Linked DNA regions of Sus scrofa: regions 2, 3, 4, 5, 6 and 7 are each linked to region 1. The links are chromatin contacts, called in public Hi-C and HiChIP or PLAC-seq maps. All regions are on one chromosome and are shown on one strand. Each heading gives the region's core, a stretch centred on a gene start, on an enhancer-like site or on the middle of the called end of the contact. The rest is flanking DNA. Distances are from core to core; before and after follow the strand shown.

What was found. A called contact is a pair of places that touch in the nucleus more often than the background predicts. HiChIP or PLAC-seq counts read pairs in DNA pulled down with a chosen protein or histone mark.
Region 2: a contact with region 1 is called in an H3K27ac HiChIP or PLAC-seq map of skeletal muscle, with 17 times the contacts expected there. The contact joins the promoter of FOXO1 here to the enhancer-like site in region 1. A contact is called at or near these places in 2 of 5 promoter capture datasets (fetal liver and liver), 24 of 47 Hi-C or Micro-C datasets (alveolar macrophages, blood, embryonic fibroblasts and 11 more) and 2 of 2 datasets of contacts at active chromatin or transcription factors (alveolar macrophages and skeletal muscle).
Region 3: a contact with region 1 is called in an H3K27ac HiChIP or PLAC-seq map of alveolar macrophages. The contact joins two enhancer-like sites. A contact is called at or near these places in 3 of 47 Hi-C or Micro-C datasets (liver and skeletal muscle) and 1 of 2 datasets of contacts at active chromatin or transcription factors (alveolar macrophages).
Region 4: a contact with region 1 is called in an H3K27ac HiChIP or PLAC-seq map of alveolar macrophages. The contact joins two enhancer-like sites. A contact is called at or near these places in 2 of 47 Hi-C or Micro-C datasets (embryonic fibroblasts and epiblast stem cells) and 1 of 2 datasets of contacts at active chromatin or transcription factors (alveolar macrophages).
Region 5: an H3K27ac HiChIP or PLAC-seq map of alveolar macrophages shows a contact between it and region 1. The contact joins two enhancer-like sites. A contact is called at or near these places in 2 of 2 datasets of contacts at active chromatin or transcription factors (alveolar macrophages and skeletal muscle).
Region 6: a Hi-C map of skeletal muscle shows a contact between it and region 1, with 3 times the contacts expected there. The contact joins two enhancer-like sites. A contact is called at or near these places in 1 of 5 promoter capture datasets (liver), 1 of 47 Hi-C or Micro-C datasets (skeletal muscle) and 1 of 2 datasets of contacts at active chromatin or transcription factors (alveolar macrophages).
Region 7: an H3K27ac HiChIP or PLAC-seq map of skeletal muscle shows a contact between it and region 1. The contact joins two enhancer-like sites. A contact is called at or near these places in 1 of 5 promoter capture datasets (liver), 1 of 47 Hi-C or Micro-C datasets (fibroblasts) and 2 of 2 datasets of contacts at active chromatin or transcription factors (alveolar macrophages and skeletal muscle).

What each region holds. Positions count from the first base shown.
Region 1 is chr11:14,935,862-14,938,544 of Sscrofa11.1, forward strand. All of the region lies in intron 2 of LOC102159588 (a long non-coding RNA gene), which reads right to left. Among named protein-coding and RNA genes, the nearest start is that of COG6, 360 kb to the left of the region's middle. Within about 2 kb of position 1,345, at least 11 of the 83 cell types and tissues checked have an H3K27ac peak or open chromatin away from gene starts, as enhancers often do. A contact at or near this core is called in alveolar macrophages, fetal liver and skeletal muscle, where this site is marked.
Region 2 is chr11:15,408,747-15,411,429 of Sscrofa11.1, forward strand. It overlaps FOXO1 (forkhead box protein O1), which reads right to left and starts at 1,313. Exons shown (of 3, transcript XM_021065269.1): 1 at 637-1,313. The coding sequence starts at 1,287. LOC102160118 (a long non-coding RNA gene) reads left to right here and starts at 1,887. Exons shown (of 5, transcript XR_001299536.2): 1 at 1,887-2,298.
Region 3 is chr11:15,324,251-15,326,933 of Sscrofa11.1, forward strand. The region is part of intron 1 of FOXO1 (forkhead box protein O1); the gene reads right to left. Among named protein-coding and RNA genes, the nearest start is that of FOXO1, 84 kb to the right of the region's middle. Within about 2 kb of position 1,306, at least 31 of the 83 cell types and tissues checked have an H3K27ac peak or open chromatin away from gene starts, as enhancers often do. A contact at or near this core is called in alveolar macrophages, where this site is marked.
Region 4 is chr11:15,289,547-15,292,229 of Sscrofa11.1, forward strand. No RefSeq gene overlaps it. Among named protein-coding and RNA genes, the nearest start is that of FOXO1, 120 kb to the right of the region's middle. Within about 2 kb of position 1,370, at least 4 of the 83 cell types and tissues checked have an H3K27ac peak or open chromatin away from gene starts, as enhancers often do. A contact at or near this core is called in alveolar macrophages, where this site is marked.
Region 5 is chr11:15,249,850-15,252,532 of Sscrofa11.1, forward strand. No RefSeq gene overlaps it. Among named protein-coding and RNA genes, the nearest start is that of FOXO1, 160 kb to the right of the region's middle. Within about 2 kb of position 1,377, at least 29 of the 83 cell types and tissues checked have an H3K27ac peak or open chromatin away from gene starts, as enhancers often do. A contact at or near this core is called in alveolar macrophages and skeletal muscle, where this site is marked.
Region 6 is chr11:15,219,307-15,221,989 of Sscrofa11.1, forward strand. No RefSeq gene overlaps it. Among named protein-coding and RNA genes, the nearest start is that of FOXO1, 190 kb to the right of the region's middle. Within about 2 kb of position 1,320, at least 7 of the 83 cell types and tissues checked have an H3K27ac peak or open chromatin away from gene starts, as enhancers often do. A contact at or near this core is called in alveolar macrophages and skeletal muscle, where this site is marked.
Region 7 is chr11:15,199,406-15,202,088 of Sscrofa11.1, forward strand. No RefSeq gene overlaps it. Among named protein-coding and RNA genes, the nearest start is that of FOXO1, 210 kb to the right of the region's middle. Within about 2 kb of position 1,361, at least 1 of the 83 cell types and tissues checked has an H3K27ac peak or open chromatin away from gene starts, as enhancers often do. A contact at or near this core is called in skeletal muscle, where this site is marked.

The DNA of each region.
Region 1 (2,683 bases), core at 95-2,594:
CTGGATCAGCAACAGACAAAGGCTCTGATGTGACATTCGTATCGTACAGGATTATAGTTAAAAATGGCCTTCCACTTACCCCTTAAGAGCCCCCAGCGAGCGATGAGGTGGGAACACCGGGACTCTGTGAAGAGCCCCGTGAAGATACCCGTGCAGGGGTACCCCTCCAGGCTACCCCTCCCCGCGGGCTGGCTCTCAGAATCCCTGGTTTTTAGACATAGTGGAACACAATACTTTGTGTCTGGTCAGACCTTGGTTCAAATCCCAGCTTTGACCTTGGCTAGCTATATAACCTTCAGAAAGTAACTTCCATTTCTCCAAGCCTCGGTTGCCTCATCTATAAAATGGGAACAAGAGCCTAACACACAAGGCTCTTCTGATGATTGCATGATAAGGTCCATAAAATTTCTGAGGCAGTGAAAATTCAACAGCTGGTCAGGGGGATAAGGTCCTGCCCTGGACTGAGGTCACTAATAGAATCACATGTGGCTCTTATGCTGAAAAACTAGCCCCTAGCCTTCCAGGGAGCTCCTCCAGACCCAGTTTTGTTCAGCAGGACAGAGCAGTCTGTCTAGTTTTCATGTAACATTTCATGAGGGTTAAGGCTCACAGTCAAAGGATGGTTCCTGAGCTGGCAGGTCAAGTAAGATCCATCAGTCGGTGCTCGGAGAAAGTGCTGGGCTTGCTGATGAAACATCTGCCCAATGTGTATTCTCTCTCCTGAACCTAAGAGGCCATAGTCTGAAGACAACAAAGACGGGGGAGGGTGGGGGAAGGAGATGATAAACGTCTCCCACACAGTGACTGCTAATTTCTATAGCAAGACTGGCGACCTTACTCAAAGTGAAAAGACTTCACGAAGAAGAGGGGGAAAACCCAGGATTAAGCATTATCTATGAGTCAGTTTTGCTTGCATATTATTACATAATGCCCTCTTTAGAGAGGAACAAAACAGAAAAATATTGCCCAAGTTCATAGAGCCAGTCATTGGTAGAGTCCGGATTAAAACTCAGATCTTTCTTACTCCAAAAATCACAAGCTTTCAGTTAAACCATACTATCTTTACCAAAATAACTGACTTGTATTTCATGGTGCTGCTATTTTAAGTAGAAGGGGGAGAAAAGATGGTGGGTGTGGAAGGAAGAAAACCCAGAATGTACCTATAAGAACTGCAAGTAAGTCAAGAAGAAAGAACCTATCCACACACAAGCTGAACAGAAATGAATGACCACACACACAAAAGCACTGGGCACAAAAATACATGATCCATCTCAGGCTATAAGACCTTTGTATCGCCTGGGAGCCAGAGTTAACCAGACGAAATGGCAAAGGCAATGAGGTCAATGGCCTGTGGAGGGCAGCAGAGAGTTGGGGTTTGATGAGCACCTTTGGCTCCCAAACTCGGGGTAGAGGTGGAAGTCAACAAAAAGCCTTGCCTCAGAGAGACTTTATCGATAACTGAGAATCAACTGGGCTCTGTGCAAAGAGGTCACCCTCGGTCAGGGTAGACCTGGAGACGGGTCTTTGCATTTGGGTCCAGACAGGCATTTGCATTAAGGCAGGGTGGCAAGAGGGCTCTAACAAGAGATCAAGCTGCCCAGCAGTGAGTTCAAAGACCATGGATTGTGAATGGAGTTAGAGCTGGGCACACGCTGGGGCTTGAACACACTCAGCTCTGATGGACAGGCGTGGCTTAGTGCCCTGTGTTCCCTCGGGGCAAGAAAATGGAGCTGGGTGGGCACAGTCCTACTAGGTTACTTGACTGACCCTCAGAAAGCATTTGAATTTGAGACACCTGGTTTTAAAGAGATGTTATCCCAAGAGATAACTTTGACAACAGTCATCACTGCAATTTTCAATGTCAAAGACATAAGCAGGATTCAGAGCCTACACCATTTCTTTTCCCCTCCACCACGTAAGGGCAGATTTCTCATACACATCACGGAATGGGCTAAAAGCGGAGACAATCTGACCACCACCGCACCCCCCCACCGCCAAAAAAAAAAAAAGAGTAAAGACAATATCCACATTCTCATTAACATCTTAAATTTAAGGAGAGCCTACATGGATCTGATCCCATAACCAGTCTAGTGAACGCAAGGATGCATGTGGTATGATCACTCCCCGCCGTAGTGTAATTGGGGAAATGGGATCCGTACTACGTAAGTAGGTCTGCAATGCCGCCTTGGCATCTGTTAAATGCCAAGTAAGAGTGTAAACAATAAGGGCTAGAGGTATTCTAAAGTTTATTGTGGGCTGAGATGGTTTAGGTTGACTTCACAAAGAAGTAGAATATTAACTGGGTCTTGGATAAAGGTTAGGCTTCAATAGTTAGAACAATAGAAAGGAGGGTATTCCAAGAAAGGGACACTGCATGAGCTCAAGAGAGGCAGCAGGAAGATGTGGGGCCAAGGTTAGGGACGACGAGATCAGCCTGGCTACAGTCCGGAATTCACGCGGAAAGAGGAGCATGCATGCATCCCGGGACTTTAAGAATAATCCCACTCTCAGGTTTGTAAGACCACACAGGTTACCATGGCCCCTAATCTTTAATTTGGGAAAATGAGATTATCATACATCACCACTCCCTAAACTCTGATACACTCTTGAAGCCAGGAAAGTTAAGACCTGTTGATAATTCTACCTTTGTGTCTCTACCATAGTATTTGGGACTTGGACGGCT
Region 2 (2,683 bases), core at 63-2,562, 470 kb after region 1:
ATAAAATCAAAATAAAACAAAATGCATACGGCCTCCAAAAACCGCGCGGCCAACCTCCACGGGCCGGCTGCCTCGCGCCCTGCCTGTCCCCTCCACCTGCAGCCCCGTCCCCCAGCGGCGGGGCTCCGAGGCCCCTCGCAGCGGCCTCCCCCGCCCAGCGCTGCGGAAACGGCTCCGCGGGGCGGCGGGGAGCTGGGGGGCCGCGGGGGAGGAGGGGAGCCGCCCTCACCCCTGAGGTCGTGGAGGGAAAGGAGCAGCGGCAGGAGTTCGCGCGGGCCGTGGAGAAGGGGGGGCAGGTCGCAGTGAACCCCGCTCTCCGTTCACTGGAGAACTTTTTTTCTGGTTGCTCTGAGGTCCACTTCTTGGCGTACTTTTTTCACTACTTCGGTCCCAACTCGCCCCTTCCCGCTCCCGCTCCAACTCTCACGAGAGCGTACACACAGACGTTTATTCCAATCCTCCGACGGGTCCGAGGCAAGCCCACCACCCACCTCCGATGCTTCTTGCACGCGCTGCCCGCGTGCCCTGCACTTTCAAGCCAAGCAAATTTGCACAGCCGTCCCCTCCGACCTAAGGCGGAGGCAGGGCTTCCCGTGCCCCCCTCCCGCTCCAGCCGTGCGCCCCGAGGCCACTCACCTTCCAGCCTGCCGAGCTGTTGCTGTCGCCCTTATCCTTGAAGTAGGGCACGCTCTTGACCATCCACTCGTAGATCTGCGATAGCGTGAGCCGCTTCTCTGCCGAGCTCTCGATGGCCTTGGTGATGAGGTCGGCGTAGGACAGGTTGCCCCACGCGTTGCGGCGGGACGAGCTGCTCTTGCGCGGCTGCCCGGCAAGCGACCCGGCGGCGGCGGGGGGCACAGGCGGGTGCTGCGACAGCGGCCCGGGCGGCGGGGGCTGCTGCGGCGGCGCCGGGTGCAGGCAGCCCGCCTCTGGGCCCTGGAAGTCCCCGCACAACCCCCCGGTGGCAGCAGCGGCGGCCGCCGCCGCCACCGCGGCTGCCGCCGCCGCCGCCGCCGCCACGGAGCCGGGCGCCTGCTGGAAGTCCCCGCTCTCCTCCAGCAGGCTCAGGTTGCTCATGAAGTCGGCGTTGACAGCGGCCGCCGAGGCCGAGGGCAGGCCCGCGGCAGCGTCGGGGTTCGCGGCTGGGCCACCCGACGGCGCCGGGCTGGAGGTGGCCGAGTTAGACTGGCTAAACTCCGGCCTGGGCAGCGGCCAGGTGCACGAGCGCGGCCGGGGCAGCGGCTCGAAGTCCGGGTCGATCTCCACCACCTGGGGCGCTTCGGCCATGGTGACCCCCGCCCCTCCCCCAGCAGCGGGATTGCCAAGAAGTGCGAGGGCGCTGCACCAGGAGCTGAGGGGAGAGGGCGCGAAGAGCCGGTCCGAGATTTTGGGGGGCGAGGTCGGTGCCGCGGGCGGACGGAAACCCGGAGCAAGACGCGGCGGCGAAGTGGAAGCGCGAGCCCAGAACTTAACTTCGCGGGTCCATCAACATCTAGGCTCCTCCAGGTCCGCTGCACGGACGGGACGGCAGGCCAGAGTCGCCCAGCCCAGGCAGCGCCAGCGTCGCGCTCCTACTGACACGGCCCGAAAACCGAAGGAAGGACGGGCGCCGCGGGCCGCTCACTCTCCCCGGCGGCGCGACCGCGGCGCTGCTGCCTGTTGAATGTGGCGGCGGCGGCGGCGGCAGCGGCGGCTGCTGCTGCGACTACGCTGCCGCCCGACTTACGGGATCTGCCGCCGCCCCCCGCCCGCGGCGGCGCGCGCGCTTGCCCGCCCCTGACTGATAGCCCCAGCAGCCAATGAGCTCGCGGCGGCACCGCCCAGGCAGCCAGTGGACGCCGGCCTGGGCGGGGGCTGGTTTTCCAGCGGGAGGTGGCAGTGGGTTGGTGGGGGTAGTGGGGTGTTTTTTTCTTTCTCACACACGCACAGTCTCCCTCACTCTTTTTTTTTTTTTTTTGGCTCTCTGTTATTATTTTCTGGTAATTTTCGAATGTTTCTGTGAGTCTCTCCGCTCTCAGTGTTTTGATTGCTGTGAGGCAAACCAGCGTGGAGGCGGCGGCGACACTTTGTTTACTACCGGGGAGCAGAACCGAGTACTCGGGAAGCCCGAGTGGAACGAGTCGCTCGCTTGCCCTCGACCTCCGCTCCGGGCCCAAAGCCGGGCGGGGCGGGGGCCGGAGACGCTGGGCGCTTCGGGGGCGCTGAGTGGGCGGGCGGAGGCGGCCTCGCGGAATTCTGCTCAGTCGCCCCCTCTCGACTCCGCCCTCGACTCCTTTGCTGAGAAACGCGGGGAAGTCGGTGGGTTTTGTTTTTGTTTTGTGTTTTTTTCCTTTTCCTGCGATGTATCGAGTCCTCGGGCCCCGCGCGAGCCGCGCACGCCTCCAGGGGCCCGGGCTCTGACTGTCGTGTCCGCGCGGAGGACGCCCTGGCCGCCGCCTCCGCGACCGGAACCCACCTGTCTGCGCCCGAGGGCTGAGCCTCTGAGGTCGAGTGTAGCCGGGGGCCCGTTGTCCGGCCCAGCACCCGCCAGCCGGGTTCCCTCCATTCTTGACCTGAAAGAGTGGAAGCGAGAGAAGGGGGCTCGGCGCGGGCTGCAGATAGTCCTACTTCCCACGCACCCTCAGACCCACAGGCGTCCTAGCCCTCGTGCCCTCCGTGGGAACCTCTACCCCTGGGCGGGAAC
Region 3 (2,683 bases), core at 56-2,555, 390 kb after region 1:
CCCTCTGTACTACATTCCACCAAGGATTGCAACACAGCAGCTATGTGACAAGCCCTTCTGCCAGGGCCCGGATGAGTGTGGGTCAGCCTTGACCCTGAATGGGGGCTTCGGGAGGGATGCTAGGCCGGTGCGGAAGTGGATGGCAGTGAGGGTTCGCTTCTGTTGCCAAGATTCTGATTCTCCTCTTCCCTTCCCACTTACAGATCTCATCCCGAACTCTAGACCAGCTTTGAGGTCTTCAGGTACATACGAGAATCCCTAAAAAAGGCTGAACACTACATTCCTCTCATGTCCTATTTCGACCCCAGGAACATTCCCCAGACCCTATGGGAAGGTTGTTCTTACACACATGCACACACCACAGCCTCCTCTGCTGGGCCGGCCAACACTAGCAAACCAAGTTCTGCAGTCCTCCTTAAAGCCGCAGGCCTGCCCCAGGAGAGACCTGGAATGAGCCTGTGACAAGCTCTGTAGCCGAAAGTCTGGGCATTTGCACAATATTCCATCCCGACTATCTTGTTCTTTGAACACAATAGACTCACAGATAAGCCTCGATGAGATCTCTGGAGGAAAGGAAGTTTGACTCCGGTCCCTGTCACATTTAGTTAATGATAAAAGGGGAAGATCTTCCTAGATAGTGGCTTCCTGACCGTCTGTCTGCACTGCCTGGGGGAGGGGCTGGCGCTGCCCTACAGACACTTAATTACATCAGATCATCTGCAACTGCAACCAGGGGCCATCTCTAACAAGACCGCAGAATCTGCACCCATGAAATCGTTTCAAAGATCAGGAAGTATATTCACTAACTCAGGTGGGACATACACTAACTTATTAGCACTTAGACGTACCAAAAAGACAAAAAAACAAAAACAAAAAAAAGGCCTCACAGCAATCCCTTACTTATCAAAACATTATGCTACATACTTTCCTAAGAGGACATTTCAGGTCGCTCTTTGAGCAACAGAGCTGTCTCTTAACTTTGCCAACAATTAAAAAAAATTTTTTTTTTCCGAACAGGAAAAGGTTTGCTATGCAGGGCTTGTTACATAAATTCCTGTTTTTCACACAGCCAGTAGGACATTAAAGAAGCTATGATTTCCAATTGGGGGGAGGGAAGTCGGAGTAGGGGGGTGCTGAATAGGTAAAGCTTGTAAACGTATGTGTCGCTATTAACGATGGTACGTCTGCAAATCTCTGCCAGCCGAGGCGGACGCAGCCGAGGCAGGGAAAGAACGGTTCACTGTGATCTGTGCAGAAAGTCACACGCAACCAGCAGTGCTCTGAGCTGTTCAGTTCTTCAACCGTGAACAAATACCACGTGAGGAGAGAGGCTGGGTGTGAGGACAGAAGACTCGTGCACTGTGAATCACTTACCCAAACCCCGAGTTTCTACATGAGACCGTTAGAGAAAAGGACAAATCGGCAACTCCCCTGCACGAGCTGTCCTCCTCTGCAGCCGGGGCTGGCTGCTGGTGTGCAGCTGCTTTCCTCCGCACTCGCCCCGCTGCCACCTGCCACTGGCGTCCCTGGCCACCCCAAGCGGGGCCTGACCCCTTGGAAGTCCGTGGCTCCCAGGGGGAAGGGGTGCCCTGGACACACTGTGCCCTGGCTTGCTCAACCTGCTCTGCTGCTCAGGTGTTCCACTTTGTTCACTCTATGGACTGGATTCCAAGCCTCTTAAAGAGAAAGGGGCTAGAGTGTGTTTTTATTTCCAAATCTCAAAGCCCCTAACAGATGCTCTACACATTCAATCAATGAACATTTTTTGACTGACATCCCTGAAACATCACAGGCAAGGTATAATGCCTTCCACATCTTTTCTCCACCCACTCGTGTACCAACTCACACCAAGTAACTTTTATTGGGACTGATTTATGCTGGGTATAGTGAAGGACATCAGAATGAATTAGTCACGGAGTCTGCCCTCCAGGTGTTTTATGATCTACCTGGGGAAGGAACAAGTCCACCTATCTATCCACTCAGGACAGAAGATGATGCACACAGGGCTGTCCAGGACCTCAACTTTTTCCTGCCAAAGGCTGCCGCCTCCCCACAATTTTTTTTTTTTTTTGCTTTTTTAAAGGACCACACCAGCAGCATATGGAATCGGAGCTGCAGCTGCCAGCTTATACCACAGCAACACCAGATCCAAGCTGCATCTGTGACCTACACCATAGCTCACAGCGACACTGGATCCTTAACCCACTGAGCAAGGCCAGGAATCAAACCCGCAACCATATGGATACTAGCCAGATTCGTTTCCACTGTGCCTGAACGGGAACTCCCCACCTCCCCACAATTTCTATCTCAGCCAAAGTGTCCTTTCCTTCTGGAAGCACTTTCTGAGAACCCCACCCTATCCTGCAGCTAACCTAAGTCCTGGCTGACTCACCACACCTATGGTTCTGCCATGTCTAACTCCCCGCTACACTGTGAGCTGCATGAGTGCAGGGGGCGGGGGCCTCAGCTGTTTTCTTGTGCACAGCATCCTCCCAGCTCCATCACCAAGTAGACACTCAAGGACCTGTTGAATGGATTAACTGGGCCTACATTTACAGGACGCTTGCGCAGATTAAATGAGATTGCGGGTGGCGTTACCTCAAGCACTGTCAGCTGGGGCTGCAGTACTGATTAGGACATCAGCATCCATAAAATAACATGCCTGCGTTTTAAAGACGTACCC
Region 4 (2,683 bases), core at 120-2,619, 350 kb after region 1:
AAAATATATATTTTTTTAACATCTTGTTATGGAAAATTTCAAACACACACAGAAGTCAAGAAAATGGTAAAAATGAACACCCCTATACCACAACCCAGCTCCAACTGCTATCGACATTTTGCCATTCTTGTCTTATCCATTCCTCTTATTTGCTGGAGTATTTTAAGCCAATTCCCAGGTTACATATTATTTTTACCTGTAAATTTCAGTTTTGATTTTCATCCATAAAGACCTAAATTTAACATGATGACAGATCCATTGTCACTCCTAAGAAAAGTAGTAATAATTACTTAATATTATTTCTTTTTTTCTTGTTAGGGCCACACTTGTGGCATATGGCAGTTCCCAGGCGAGGGGTGGAATTGGAGCTAAAGTTGCTGACCTACACCACAGCCACAGCAACACAGGATCTGAGCCACATCTGTGACCCACACCATAGCTCACGGCAATGCTGGATCCTAACCCCCTGAGCGAGGCCAGGGATGGAAGGCACATCCTCACAGACACTGTGTTGGGTTCTTTACCTGCTGAGCCACAACAGGAACTCCTTAATATTATTTTTTAATGTATTCTACTTTCCCCATAGCCTCCAAAATGTCTTCTTACAGTTGGTTTACTGAATTCAATCCACACTTTACAAAACCTGGTTGTTTTGGTCTTATCCTATTTCCTTTTTGGGAAAAATATTTCGCAAGCAATGGAGCATTTCTGCTGGATGGTCAGAGATGTTCCTTTCACAGTGATGTCAGGAAGACAGAACCCCCCAGGCAAAGCAAGTGACATTATCTGAGCAATGGCCTTCGTGTTGGTTGCAACTATCTCAATGTTATGAATCGACTCCTATCACGGCCTCGGGCATAGAATGGATTTTCATCGTAATGAACAGCGTGTGCAGCGATGAGAGAAACCATGGGTGTGGAACAGGTGGGATGTGAACTCAGGGATCGCCTGAAGAGTCCACGTGGTTGTCTGGAAGTAAAAGAGCTGTTTCTTGAAAATAAATAAATAAACAGATACGGCACTAATGACCACCACAAACTATCTGCTGACATACGAAAATACTTTTTAAAATTAAGAATAAAGATTTTAGGCCCTCCTTCCTTTGGAAAATAAGGCCTAAGTGTAAAGTCATGTTTTTGTTTTGTAATTCACACCGGAAGCTGTGAGGACCAGATAAAGCACATGAGCACCCCCCCACCACCACCACTGCCGGGGCCTCAGTGTCTTGAGCTTCACGAGGGTGGTTTCTAGAGGGGAGGAGATGATCTTCAAAGGGCTCTTCCAGTTGACCCACTGGAGGGGGACCCCCTCTTCAACACCGGGACACTCACGGCCCAGGGCGCCTGGGGCCTTGGCTGCTGGGAGCTTACAGCTGAGTCACTCTCCAGAAACTACGTTTGGCCCGAGTTCACAATCCCTTTCTAGGGGGTTCCCATGACCACTGACCAGATGATGTAAAAATTACTAAGGCCCAGGCCTCAAGCATCAGTGGAGAAGACTCAAAAGGGCCTTCCCCTTTTAGGATGGCCAAGGATTCTGCTGCCACTGCCTCACAGGCCAGCACTTCCTTCTACCCAGGCCTGCTCCCCTACCCCTCACCAGTAATGGCCACAGAGCACTCTGCAGTAAGCGTCCCCCACGCAAGCCTGGGCATCAGGGTCTGTGTCCTGGGAACTGACCTATAAGAGCATTCGTGCTCCCGTGATCTGCAGGTCATCAGCTGGACCCAAGCACACTTCTCTGCCCCTCGGACCCCAATGTTGACGGCTCAAAGGCAACAGGATGGCAGCCAGAAAGGAGGTGGCTCCCTTATGAATACAAGAGTTCCAAGGCCAATAAAGCTGAGAAACCACACTCAGACCGAGACGGCAGCCCAAATTCCTCAAGGTCAGAGTATGTGCACCATCATAGGCCATTACAACTGTCATCCTCAACTGTGAACCCGGAAAGAAGTATTAACAAAACTATGGGGAAATGACAAAGGCACTGATGTCTCTATGTAGTAATCCACATAGCAGCCAGGTTATGTCACCCAAAGCTCAAAACCCTCCCACGGAGAGCAACACAGCCCATATCACCCAGAAGATAATCCCACGTGCCTACCTTGGCCTCCAAGACCTAACATGATGCCAATTGCCTCTCTGGCCTCATAATTTAAAAAAAATTTTTTTAATTATAGTTGATTTACAGTGTTCTGCCAATTTCTGCTGTACAGCAAAGAGACCCAGTCATACACATATACACCTTCTTTTTGTCATATTATTTTCCATCATGTTCTATCACAAGTGATTGGATATAGTTCCCTGTGCTATAAGGCAGGACCACATTGCTTATCTTGGCCTCATATCTTACCACCCTCTCCTTTATTCACTCTGCAGCAATGCACACTGGCCTTCTTGCTATGTCCAGAATATTCCAAGACCACTCCTACCACAAGGTCTTTGCCCTTTGGCTCCATCTAAAGTGCTCTTCCCCTAGGTGCGTATACCATTCCACTCTACTTACTTTAGGTCTCTAATCAAATGCCACCTTATTAAGGATGCCTTCTGGCCTTTTCCATAGGAGGATCTTCAAAAGAGGGTGCATGCCCCCAGATAAATGAAATCTTTCCAAAGACTCCAGGCACTTAACTGGTTTTAAGGGAAATATTTTTTGGAGCCTCAAGTTCTGCCTTCATTCTTTC
Region 5 (2,683 bases), core at 127-2,626, 310 kb after region 1:
ACATCTGTGTGTCCTGATACTAGTATCTTAAATATCTTTTTCACTTTTTTTTTTTTTTTTTTTTTTTTTTTTTTTTTGTCTTTTTGCTATTTCTTTGAGCCGCTCCCGCGGCATATGGAGGTTCCCAGGCTAGGGGTCTCATCGGAGCTATAGCCACTGGCCTACACCAGAGTCACAGCAACGCGGGATCCGAGCCGCATCTGCAACCTACACCACAGCTGACGGCAACGCCGGATCCTTCACCCACTGAGCAAGGGCAGGGACCGAACCCGCAACCTCATGGTTCCTAGTCGGATTCGTTAACCACTGCGCCACGACGGGAACTCCTCTTTTTCACTTTTAATGCTACATTTATATTTCCTGTTTTCTTTTACTATAAGGTCTGAATTTCAGTTGAAATAGTGGTTATCTTTCCCATTTTAAATAAGATACTTAAACGTCTATTTCTCAATTAGCTTCAGAAATCAAGTAGGATCCATTACCTCTTATAATTCCTCCCATTTTCTTTCCATCTATTCCTGCCCACCCAATAAACATAAACTTTTTCTTACTATGTTATTGGATTACTCCTTCCATGTGGGTATATTACTATCAGTATTATTATTACATCTGGTAGCTATTGATCTTTCTTTCATAGACGTCTTTTTTTTTTTTTTTTCTCCTTTTTAGGGCCAAACCTGCAGCATATGGAATTCCCAGGCTAGGGGTCAAATCAGAGCTGCAGCTGCTGACCTAACCTACACCACAACTCACAGCAACGCTGGATCCTTAGCCCATTGAGCCAGGCCAGGAATCGAACCTGCAACCTTATGGATACTAGGCAGGTTTGTTTCCACTGAGCCACATAGAACTCCCATAGATTTCTTTTAAATGCAGTAAATATCTGGAAGAGGCCTCTGTTACCAGACACCAGTATCTTTGGATGAAATAAATGTTCAAATGACTTTCATTCAGGCAGGAGCGGCTCCTAAGCTGCAGCACAGCCAATGGGAAGTGGGGGGGGGGGGGGGCAAAACACAGAAAGGGAAACTGGATGAGGATGGGGAAATATACAGAAGGCAAATTTTACCTACTTCTCTGTTTTGCCTCTAGTGGAGCCTAGAAACTAGGGGAACAAAAATGTAGACTAAATAAACATTCCCAGAGGGCACCACGATGGCTCCCCTGGTGTGAAGGAGACAGAGGTCAGACATACAACCAAGGCTGGCACCGCGGGGTCTGGCGGGGGAAGGAAGGAGGAGGAGAAACGCTGAGCTTCCTCGGGAGCTAACAGCACCGGCTTCGAGAGAACCCTCCCGGCTCCAAACCCCACCCCACGTCACATCCTGTCCACATGCATCTTCTCGGAGAAGGCACACGCAAACAACTGCCTCCAGCTCAGTCCAGGCTCAATTCTTTCTGCGACTGCCCGGGGCTTCTTTATCTCAACCCCTTGTGAGAACACAGGAAACCCTGCTTCCCCAATCCTGAAATATCTGCGTCAGGAAGGAAGGCATATCGTCTTTCCAGGGCCTCTGTTTTGCTTGTGAACCAGTTCGATAGCCCGCTTTGTAAATGCGTGGCAAAAGCAAACCAATTCCCGACCTTCCTTGGAAATGGTATGTTTGCAAGATAATGCCCAAATCCACTTAAACACTGGGTGACAAGTTAGGTCAGAAAACTGGGTGCTAAGAGACCAACTACAGTATTGGAGAGGTCTTTTGTTATTGTTTTGTTTAGTTTGTTGTTGCTGTTTGGTTGGGTTTTTTTTAAGCTTACTAAGAATTGTTCAAGAGAGAAATCATGCATTTTCTTCCCCCGACATTCTTGCTGTACTTAAGGAATCGCTTTAATTCACTTTTCATCGGGTCCCAGTAAAATTTACTTTTTATATTTTAGAGAAAACATACAAACCGTTAGCTGGTTCAGAGATATTTTATGATCAATTTTTATAAATAAATAGCTAAGTCAAGACATCTTAAGAGATTAACATAAATGAATTAGAGCCATCAAGCTCCCTATTAAAAGATTTCGATTAAAAATGTTTGCCAGAGACAAAGGGTGGAACAGACCTCAGGGATTGCTTCATGGGCCCAGAATTCTGTGTTGCTATAAGCAGAAATGGTATTTTTGCTTGACAACGTTTTCTGGGCCGTCCCCCGTGATTTCTAAGCTGGACTCTGGTATTAATCACGCTCATACGAGCCTCAGATGGCCTTTACTTCAGAAGTGATGACAAACCCACCTTTCTGTGAAAAATTATCAGTTGAGGTCCGGAAGCAAAGTTTTTTGTTTTTTAAAAAAGTGCCATGTCTTGAAGTCCCTGCATTCCCAGGCAATTTCTCCCTCTGTCTGTTCCTAAGGACCCACCGCCACAGAGCTGAGGTGTTATTTGTATACCAAACACTGCCATGCAACTGAACAAATAAAAGCAACCAAAAAAGCATAAGCGCTCTTTGCCTCCAGCCTCTAAAAGGATCTATCAGGCCGTGTGTCTGGATTCTTAACCACTATTCCCAGGAACAGTTCCCAGCCGCCTTGCAGCCCTGGACCCCTCCCCAGCTCACGGCCCCCTGCCGCTCCCCACCCAAGTGGCCCTGCCTCGAGTGTCCTCCAGCTCCCGCCCCGCCGAGGATGTCCCCATTGAGCAGCGGGAACAAAAAGAGCCTTTTGCAGGCTCTCCAGGGCGCAGGGGAGCCAGGCC
Region 6 (2,683 bases), core at 70-2,569, 280 kb after region 1:
GGAATCTGTGAGACTAGATCTATAAGAAAAGAGAGGGGAAAAAAAGCTACCGCGAGTTCCCACTATGGCGCAGTGGAAATGAATCCAGCTAGTATCCATGAGGACAAAGGTTCAATCCTTGGCCTCGCTCAGTGGGTTGAGGATCCAGCGTTGCTGTGGTGTAGGTCTCAGACAAGGCTTGGATCTGGTGTTGGATCTGGTGTTGGCTGTGGTGTAGGCTGGCAGCTGTAGCTCCAATTCGACCCCTAGCCTAGGAACTTCCATATGCCGCAGGTGTGGCCCTAAAAAAACAAAAATGAAACAAACAAACAAACAAAAAAGGAGAATTCATACCATATGATCCAGCAATCCCATTCCTGGGCATATATCCGGACAAAACTTTCCTTGAAAAAGACACATGCAATAAATTCATTGAGTAATAAAAAGAAAGAAAGAAAGAAAAAGAAAAAGACACATGCACTCTTATGTTCATTGCAGCACTATTCACAATGGCCAAGACATGGAAACAACCCAAATGTCCATTGATTGATGAATGCGTTAAGAAGATGTGATATATACACTTCTATGGAATATACTCAGCCATAAGAAAACAACAAAATAATGCCACTTGCAGCAATATGGACAGAACTGGAGATTCTCATGCTAAGTGAGTAAGTCAGAAAGAGGACAAACACCATATGATACCCTTATATCTGGAATCTAATATATGGCACAAATGAGCCTATCTACAGAAAAGAAACTCATGGACATGGAGAACAGACCTGAGGTTGCCAACGGGGAGAGGGAGGGAGTGAAATGGACTAGAAGTTTGGGGTTAGTAGATAGGAACTATTTCATCTGGAGTGGATAAGCAATGCGCTCCTGTGGTATAGCACTGGGAAACTGTATCTAGTCACTTGTGATGGAACGTGATGGAGCATAATGTGAGAAAAAGAATGTATCTATAAGTATGACGGGGTCACTTTGCTGTATGGCAGAAATAGACAGAACATTGTAAACCAACTATAATTTAAAAATATTTAAAAGCAAACACCAAACAAAAAAGGAGAGTTCATAAATTAAAGAGGTCTGTGAGCCATAGCTAAAAACAGGAACCAACAGGTCTCATAGGGAAAAAGGGTTTCGCTAGAAAGTACGTGCTACAAATTACAGATGGCGTGATTCACGTGGACGAGATTAACCTTTGGTATCAAGTTGACTGAAGTTTCAGATGGCACTGGCCACTGGCCATTCATGCCATCGAGTACTCGGAGTGTGCCAGCACTCACAGGCTCCAGAGGTCAGACTGGGGCAGGACGGAGCTGGAAGCCCGCCAAGGCTTACCAAAGGGTTGGCAAGCAATTCAATGTGACAATCAGAGCTTCCCCTTTGAGTTTCCTGCTCCCCAGGCCTAGATACGTTTCCTTCATGGACAAAGAGTGCTAACCATCCAATCGACACTGCCATGTTTTCTCCATTGCAGGTAACGGCTTTAACCCATCCAAACGCTTTTTCAAAATTTGCATGGTTTCATGGCTTCTTTTCCTTCCTAAGGGATTTATAGCAGGGGGAAAACAGTATGGTCATGACTGTTCACATGCAGATGCCTTTTGAAATGACTGAGTGTTCCATCAGCCCGAGAGAGGCATTTCCAGACTCAAACTGAGTAACAGGTGATCGAGGCTGGCTATGGAGAATCACATCTACTGGACGCACGTAGAGTGGACCCTGTTGTGTATGCAAACAGGGACACCGTCCTCTAAATCTTGCCTTTATATGATGATTTCTGATAAAGAAAAAATTATCTGACATGACGAATACTTGCTCACAAAAAATAAATTTCCCATCACTTTCATTAAATAGATAACTAAAGCAAAACTTTCAAATAAGCATATCAGCTAGATCCTAAGTTGATCTCAAAGAAGACTATGGCAGGACAGGTCCAGATGCATCTCAAGTTCAACTGAAGGATGAGTGACTCCCCACTCGCATGTTCAGGATCTTCTCGGCTCGATGAGATTTCTAATCCACTCTCACTTCTGGCATTAAGTCTGGAATTTACTTCAGTTGATTTAAAGTACTTGTGAACAGGAATTTCATCTGAAATGTCATCACCCTAGAGCAACGGGCCAGGCTGAAAAGGTGTCCTGAACTGGGCGGCTGGGCAGGACAGGTCAATGAGATCTGCCAGGTGGCCCATCACTCAGCACGACCACTTCATGAGCGTAACAGGATCAGCCCTGGCCACTTGCTAGGGCAGCAGCCCAGGATTACCCCCAAGCAAGTCCACACTGACTCTGATAAGGACAGACAAGTGAAAAAGGATGGGTTATAAATAAGTTAAAGAAGAACATGTGCGGGACACTATTCCATCAGCACCTCTACTCGGTTCACAAAGCCCAGGAGCAGGAATTCATTGGTGTAACTCACATCATGGTAAGAATAAAATCCCCAAACGGCAAAGCCCCAGCTGAGAGGCATCTGGTTACCAAGGGGGCAGTTTATAACTCTGGCTGATGTGCAGTCAGGGGACCAATTAACAATGGGAAAGAGGAAAGAACGATAGAGAAGAGAGCCGGATAAAGATGAGAACCCCGTGGAAGAAAGGTTTGCTCGTCATCTTTAACCCAGGGGCTGTCTCTCCCTGCGGCATGAAACAGCAGGCCTAGACCTCCCCTCTCGTTACGGCCGTCACAGGCACTGC
Region 7 (2,683 bases), core at 111-2,610, 260 kb after region 1:
GCCTAGTGTTTGGAATACAAGAACATAGCCATGCCTTCAAGTCTGGAACCAGAAAGGAGAACAAAGAGAACTGACAATCTCCACAGCATGATTCTTGTGTGAGAAACAACTATTTATTTGAGGACGGATTTGCCGGTAGCTTTCAAACACACAGCTGCAGCTCTACCTGTTGTTGATGAGCTAAAAGTACCTTTGAGGTTTCTGGGGGAAATGGCAGAGTTAGAGTATGTTTTCATGACTCCTCTCCCTAAAATCCATTGAAATAAACAAAAATCAATTCTGCTTGTGGTTGGGTCTATGTGTTTCTCGATTCCACAACCAAACTTATTTTCAAGAAGATTCTCTAAGGGGGTGTTTTGAGGCCTTTGATCTTAATGTAAAGACTCATCAGATCATCCAGACAAAGCTACCTATGTCTCCCAACCAACTCCATTTCTGGAAGCATCTGAAGGCTGCATGTTAGGGACACATGCTACACCATGTACAGCCCCCCATAGCAATGCTGAGCCAGGGAGCCTGGGGAGGGTCTGAGACCTGGCTGGCTGGCTGCCCACCTGGCTGCCTAAAGGCCTCATGAGGTGGGTTTCAAGTGGATCAGGCCTCATTTCCATCTGTCATGAATGCACTTACCGCCTCTCAGAGACTGATACACATAACTAGATTGCTAGAGAATTCACTTGCAGTAAGAGCAACCTGTTGATTCAATCAGCTAGAAACAATGCTGGTGTTCTCTCTTTTGAACAAACTCATGGCAAATTCAGTATCTTCAGGAGGTTCTAGTGCAAACATGGCTTCACACCAGGACCAGGAGGCTACATAATCTGTGAAATGGCATCCGGCCCAAACAGCCTGCCAAGTCCATCTCTATGGTACAGTTTCATCTTCCAAGAGGCCCAGACGCCGTCCCCCCCCATTCAGCCAAGACATTGTCTTTCCAGGAGGTGACCAACCTCTGGTTCTTCATCTCCCTTTCTACAGCCCCCCCTCCTTCTGAAACACGGTCTCTCACAACAGATCAGCTTTCAGGTGTTTGTTTGTGTGTTTGTTTACAGTCATATTCTATTTCTGCCTCCATGAGCTCATTCTCTGAATCATCGCAAAAGTGATGTCTGATGCCAGCAAATTTACAGACAGATCGCTTCTGACTTTGCTCTCTCAAACAGCCGATCAAACCCCAGATTTTACTCTGAGAATATACAGTAGTCAGGATGAGGTAGGCTATGCTGAGGTAACAAGCAAATCAAAATCTCACAGATTTAGCACAACATTTATTTTGTATCCTTGCAAGATCTACTGTGAGATGGCAGAGCCCTTCTCCATGTGGTGAGTCTGGATCCAGATTCTATCTATCCTGTGGTCTACATCTCACACGTGGCTACAGGCTGACGGAAGAGAGGGCTGGCTCCTAAGAGCCTCAGCCAAAGTGACCACTGATTTCCCATTCACGCCTCACTGCCCAGAGCTAGTCACCTGGCCAACCTAACTGCAAAGGAGGCTGGGAAATACTCTGGACCACTGGATGACTTAAAGAGTGCCTGCTGCCTCTGAAACAGAAAGCTACCTGATTTCCAGGTTGTTACAAGCATGTTACTGTCACCCTCTTACACCAGCAATGACTGTAATCAGAGGGCATTTAATGCTTCAAAAGTACTTCCTAGCCCCAAACTCTACTGAATCAATATGATTCAGATCATTTACTGAGGGGCTAAAAATCTAGGTTAGACTGGGATACAGAGTAAGACATAGCTTCATCCTTAAAAAGAGCACAATCTAATAATGGAGACATTGCATTAATAAAAGTAATATTATAAACATCATACAATATCACTTATATGTAGAATGTAATAAAAATGGTACAAAAGAACTTATTTACAAAACAGAAACAGACTCATAGATTTCAAAATCTAACTTACGGTTTCCAAAGGGGAAACACAGCAGGGAGGAATAAATTAGGCAGTTGGGATCAACATATACACACGACTATATACAAAATAGATAAACGGCATGGACCTACTATATCACACAGGGAACTCACTCAATATTCTGTAATAACCTCTATGGGAAATGAATCTGAAAAAGCATAGCTATATGTGTACGTATAACTGATTCACTGTGCTGTACACCTGAAAGTAACCCAACATTGTAAGTCAACGACTAAAGTCGTAAGTCTAATAAAATTTTTAAAAGTAATAATTACACATGTTTATATTATATATGTGATTACAACATAAGACATACAAAATGTAAATAAATATATATTTATATTTTGTAAATGTAAATATTTATTAAGTATATAATATGTATATAATGATATATATCTGTAATACAGAGAAAAATTAAATGGTGACTAGACTAAATGTACAAATAAAGTTTTATTAGAGAAATAATTCCATCATGAAGAATATAGGATGTGAACTTGGAGAAGGCAGAATTTTGACTATGTCTGCAAAGGCTCTTGAAAATATAGGCACGTGAGAGGCATAAACTCAGGTAAGGGGTGCGATTGTGACATCAGGGGCAGGGGCGTGAGAGGGAGGGATGTGTCTGGAATATTGGTACATGCAGGTGAGGAAATATCTGGAGATGGGCTGGAAGCTCGGATAAGGCCATGACTGCCAATAGGCTGGCCTGGACTTGGATCTAAATGGGACTTACTGCTGGTCTGGGGAAATGGAAAGTAGCT